2 separate regions of the Rattus norvegicus genome follow, and region 1 is linked to region 2. The links are chromatin contacts, called in public Hi-C maps. All regions are on one chromosome and are shown on one strand. The core of a region is the stretch at or near the end of the contact, and the rest is flanking DNA. Distances in the headings are between cores, read along the strand shown.

Region 1 (2,961 bases), core at 180-2,679, 42 kb before region 2:
AGGGTGAGCAGGCAGTCCATACAGAAGGGAGGGCGAGCAGGCAGTCCACACAGAAGGGAGGGCAGAGGTGAAGCTGAGTTTGCAGAGTGCCCGTCCAGCACGCATGAAGCTCTGGGTCCCAACCCCAGCCCCACATAAACCGGAAGTGATGATACATGGCTATGATTCCAGAAGAACTGGAAGATCCAGTCATCTTTGGCTACTTGGCAAGTTTGAAACTTGAGGGTAGCCTGGGCTATAGGAGACCCTTTTATGAAAAAGAAAGAAAGAAAGAAAGAAAGAAAGAGAGAGAGAAAGATGGGGAGGCCAAGGGGTAGAGTGAAAAGGGAGGAGGAGAAGGAGAGGAGAGAAGATTAGAAAAAAGATAAAGAGAAAGAAACCCTGACATCACACCTACTCAAAGAGTAAAGATGGCCGCCAGGCAGTGGCAATGAACGCCTTTAATCCCCGCACTTAGGAGGCAGAGGCAAGCAGATCTCTGAGTTTGAGGCCAGCCTGGTCTTTGAGAGCAAGTTCTAGGACAGCCAGGGTGACACAGAGAGACCTGTCTCAAAAATAAAAATCGGCTAGAGGTGTGCCTCAGTGGTAGAGCCCCTGCCTACAATACTGATCTAATGTGTCAAGTCTCTTCTGTCCAGTCACCATTACAATAAACAGCAGTAGCCACAGGCAGAATGTCCTATAGTCCCTTAACCAGTGAAATGACACTTTGACAAAAAAGGGGTGGGGACAGTGTGATGAAAAACCTGCCACTCTGGTGTCTGGGAGGCACCGGGTCTGTGGTTCTTACATCAAGGTCTATGCACACCCTGGGGCCTTCTGGGAGTCTTAGATAACCGGGTCTCACCTCGGGCCTTCCCACCAACAAGAGACATTTTGTCACGACTTTAGATGAGGCAGGGGCTACTAGTGCCTAGTGGGTTAAGGGTTCTGGGACGATTAATTGACCTCAAAGGCCAACAGTGCTGATGTCCTACAGTTGAACCTTGAACTTGCCTGAGTCTTGCTTGTAAATACTCTGTAGTTGGACTTCTTGCTGCTAATGTGTACACGCATAGGCACATCTGCGTGCGCCACACACACGATAGAATATCATGTATGCTGGTTTGAATGTACTATCTAACCTACTATGGTATTGAGCTTCTGATCCTCCTGCCTCCACCCCTGGAATTCTGGGATCACAGGCACACGCCACCCATGCTGAAGGTGCAGCCCAGAGCCTTCCGAATGCTCAGCAAATAACCTGCCAGCTGAGCTAATCGTCAACACCACACACGTCTTTTAAGAAGCAACTACCTTCTCTTTAATTCTCCTCAAAATTGGGCTCGATTTCAAAAGGGAAATGTTCAAAATCCCAGAGTTCTCTCTCTCTCCAAGGATTGCAGTAACCTAGCACTGTTTGCCAAGTCCAGACTTATGCCAGCCCAGTTCAACCTAGTCCAGCCTAGCCCAGCCATTTTGGACAGCTCCAGGAGGGAGTGAACTTCGTGCTACGGGTTGAACTGTCTCCCCTCAATTAGTGTATATAGCCCTATCCCTTCCTTTATTGCAGAATAAGACCATGGGTCAGTAGAGGACTGATAACCTGAATGCTATCCCCGGAACCCACATGGTGGGAGAAGGGAATGGACCTCCATACCCACACTCATATTGACACATCTTGTTTGGAACCCTGCCCTAGCACATTTACTCAGTCCTAACTCATGGTGAACCTCATATTGGGCTAGGTTGAGCCCCTACTCTGATGTGATGATAGGTCCTTAAAGGGAAGGAGGTTGTAGGCTGGCACGAGGACACGTCAGAAAACGCACTTTCCCTGGAAGCACGAGGACCTAAGCTCAGCCCTCCAGAACCCACATGAAAATAATAAACAATAAGCCGGGCCCGAGAACACAGTGATTATAATCCCAGGAGTCGGAGAGAGGAGGATCCCCGGGGTATGCAGGAGGCTGCTGCATCAGCAAACACCAGGTTCTCTAAAGACCTTGTCTCAAAAAAAGATGTGGAGAGTGATAGAGGCAGACATCCAGAATTAATCTCCAGCCTCCACATGCATGTAGACACATGTGCGTGCATGTACACAGATAAACCTGCACACTAGCCTCCACATGCATGTGGACACATGAGCATGCATGTACACAAATATACCTGCACACTAGCCTCCACATGCATGTAGACACATGTGTGTGCATGTACACAGATATACCTGCACACTAGCCTCCACATGCATGTGGACACATGTGTGTGCATGTACATAGATATACCTGCATACTAGCATCCACATGCATGTAGACACATGTGTGTGCATGTACACAGATGTACCTGCACACTAGCCTCCACATGCATGTGGACACATGTGCATGGATGTACCTGCACACAAGTCACACATAAAACATAACGGAATGGCACAGAAGAAAACACTGCCAAGGTTGTCCTTTGGTATTTATATATAAGCACCTTCAAATGCACACATGAACAAGCACGAGTACAAGGGAAGGAAAGAGAGAAAAGAGAGTTTGGGACTCCAGGGTGCACACAACAACATTGTAGGATGATGCTGTCACGAGGTTGGAGAGCTACCAGAATCTGGGAGAAGGATGTGGAGAAACCCAACACCTGAGGATAACTTGACCTTGGCCAGTCAGGTCCCAGTACTATGACAAAACGTGTTTCTGAGATTTTAGCCAGGAAATACAAGATATTTTGTCACCACGTCTGATAAAAACCCTGCCTGCCTGAGTCCAGATGCGGCTGGATTTCTACAAAGGCCAAGGCTGAGATAGAACTTAGTCACCATCCCCAGTGACTGACCCGTCCCTCTGGGTCTCTCCAGGTTCTACTCAGATTTGCTCACATTGGAGAGAGTAAAATGGAGCCAGGATGTACCAGAGGATGGAGGGGCATTAATGAAGAAAGAAGGCCGACACCCCCTTTGGGTGGACGGAGGGGGCTGGGACTCAC
Region 2 (2,700 bases), core at 189-2,688:
ACAAGGCTGAGGTATCAGGCCAGCACCGCCATGCTCAAAGCTTTGTTTTTTATGAGTTCAGGGGAGCTGAACCCAGGTTCTTAGGCTGTGCTATCTCCCTAGGTCCCAAAGTCAAAATTTTGCTGGCTCTTCAAGACCCATGAAAACACTGTCTCATACGGTCACAAGGAGGGTGCTCAAAGGTGGGTACGACTTGGATTTTTGCTCAGAAATCAGGGTGATTCAGAGTGTCATCCCCATGGGGGCCACATTCAAAGCCTGTCTCCTACCTAACTCACCACCTCCATTGGGGTGGTCAGTTCTAAACCCACTTTACATGGCTCCGGGGGGTGCACGGAGTCAGGAAACTGTCATCTTGGGTGTGCCTGGTAAAAACCGCAGCCTGCCTCCCACCTCACTTGTTGTTGTGAGAGGTTCCTCAAACTGGCCCACAAAGGGAGCCACCAGTGACTCCTCAAGGTTAAGGGCCCACAGCCCGAGGGGGGTCCCCATTTGGAAGACCTGGAAACCCCAGAACCAATGCCTTGAAAGGTGAAGAGGACAAGCCATGGTGTGGTGCTACACGTGCATTTTAAAAATAAAAAATAAGAACTGGGGAGGCACAGGTAGGGACACTGGGAGTTGGAGGCCAGCCTGGACCACGTGGTGAGACCCAGATTCAAAAGCAAAACAAAACAGAACAAGACAAAACACGGACACCTGCTGAAGAGGAGCTTAAACTTCCTCCCTCATCCCCGGCTTCCTCTGTCCCCACACAGTCTTTGCTTACAAAGGGTTCCTTTAGACTCCGGCATGGGTCTCCCGTAGACCAGGCAGCCTCTGAACTCCCTATGTAGCTGAGGATAACCACAAACTCCTAATCTTCCTGCCTCTACCTCCCAAGGGATGCTTGACAGGCATGCGACACCCAGCTTTGATTTATGCGGTGCTGGGATGAAACCCAGGACTTTGCCCGTGCTAAGCAAGCTCCCTACCAACGGAGCCATAATCCCAGCACCCTCCAGGGTCATTTTAGGATCACTGATCTCTGCGGAGCAAATGGCTGCCCAGCTCTCTTCTGGTTATGTCATGGCTATTAGAGTCAATCTCCTGCCTTACAGACTCTCACCCACCACTCCTCAAGATGGTTACTCACCCACTGGAGCTCGATTCTTGCTCAAGTAGGTGACTGGCTTTGTTAACAGCTCTTGAAGTTCCCCCCATGTCACACAGCCAGGGTTTCAAGGGACACATGGGCCAGGCTAACCACAGAGTGGCTAAACTCTGCCCAATTTCCTCTTTCTCATCTACCGGCTTTTATTTTTCTTCTTCGTCAATGGCAGGCAGCAGGCAGCAGCATCAGGGATCAGCGAGGAGAGTAGAGAACAGTCGGAGGTGGGGTGTGAGAATCTGGGAGTCCACCCTCAGCCTGTACCTGCTGTAGGTATCATGGGGAAGTAAAGCGGAGAGTCGAGAGGGGAGGCTCAGCGGTGACACCGAGCCCCCACCCAATAGCTTCCTGTGGAGCCAACTGTTGAAGAGGAACAGAGTGTGAGGGCCTCACCCTAACGCACGGGTGCACAAGTAGACACAGGAGACACTCAAGTCACATGTCTCTAGAAAGGCACACGGTGGAACACATGTGGGGACAGAAACATATGTGGGCGTGTGGACCCGTGGAAACACGTGGAAGTGAATGCTGTGCTTGTAAATGTCTAACAGCTATTCTTCTGTTTGATATCTGTCTGGTCTCCTGCTGTAAATACTGCCAGTTTGTCGACTGGTGTACTGTCACCAGAGCTGTTAAGGTTAGAGTCCCAGTCCTGGCAGTCCTCTAACAAACCAGATTGAGCGACACATCCTCAGAAAGTCAGTCAGGGTTAGGTGCTTGCCACACAAGCAAGTGGGCCTGATTTTAGGTCCCCACCCCACTGACTAAAGAAAGTCAGGGTGTGGTAAGACCACCTGTAATAACTGCAGTATTGGGCTGGCAGACAGGAGGATGCCAGGGGAGGGCAGGCCACCCAACCTACCCCAGTGTTCCAGCTTCAGTGAGAGACCTAGTCTCGAAAAGTAAGTGGAGCTGGGTGTGGTGGGACACTCCTTTAATCCCAGCCCTCGGCAGGCAGAGGCAGGCGCACCTCTGAATCTGAGACCAGCCCAGCCTTCAGAGGGAGTTCCAGGCCACCCAGGGTAAACTGAAAACGGTGAGAAGTAGAGAAGGCACATTTATTCGGTGTTGCCGAAAGGAAGAGGAACAAAAGGCCCCCTGCTCCTCCTACCTCTCCCCTCCAAGTCCACCCTTAGGGACCTGATATTAGATTTAGGTTTAAATAGAAGGCAAGAGGTATGCACAGGGCTGGAGAGATGGCCCAGTGGTTAGGAGTGCTTGCTACTCTTCTAGAGGACCTGAGTTCAGTTCCCAGCACCTACATTGGGTGGCTCATGACTGGTGTGACTTCTGCTATAGGGGTTCCTGTGCCCTTCTGACCTCTATAGGCACCCAAACCCAAAACAGGCACATATCCACACACAGACAAACACACATACAGGCATCTGCACACATAGGCACACATATGCGTGCACACACACTTAATAAGAAAAACAAATATAGACTATTTTTACTCCTGCTAGGATCAGTATACCAGTGACTGAAAAGGTGAGAAGAAGGGTTCACACTTGGCTCCAAACTGGGGCTGAGTAGTCTCTTAGCACGTAACT

What was found. A called contact is a pair of places that touch in the nucleus more often than the background predicts.
Region 1: a contact with region 2 is called in a Hi-C map of liver, with 6 times the contacts expected there. The contact joins the enhancer-like site here to the promoter of Arhgef18 in region 2. A contact is called at or near these places in 10 of 12 Hi-C or Micro-C datasets (the A7r5 cell line, Schwann cells, frontal cortex and 5 more).

Annotation. Positions count from the first base shown.
Region 1 is chr12:6,233,724-6,236,684 of GRCr8, reverse strand. The region is part of intron 12 of Arhgef18 (Rho/Rac guanine nucleotide exchange factor 18); the gene reads right to left. Among named protein-coding and RNA genes, the nearest start is that of Arhgef18, 42 kb to the right of the region's middle. Within about 2 kb of position 1,429, at least 1 of the 93 cell types and tissues checked has an H3K27ac peak or open chromatin away from gene starts, as enhancers often do. A contact at or near this core is called in liver, where this site is marked.
Region 2 is chr12:6,191,760-6,194,459 of GRCr8, reverse strand. It overlaps Arhgef18 (Rho/Rac guanine nucleotide exchange factor 18), which reads right to left and starts at 1,438. Exons shown (of 31, transcript NM_001395655.1): 1 at 1,136-1,438.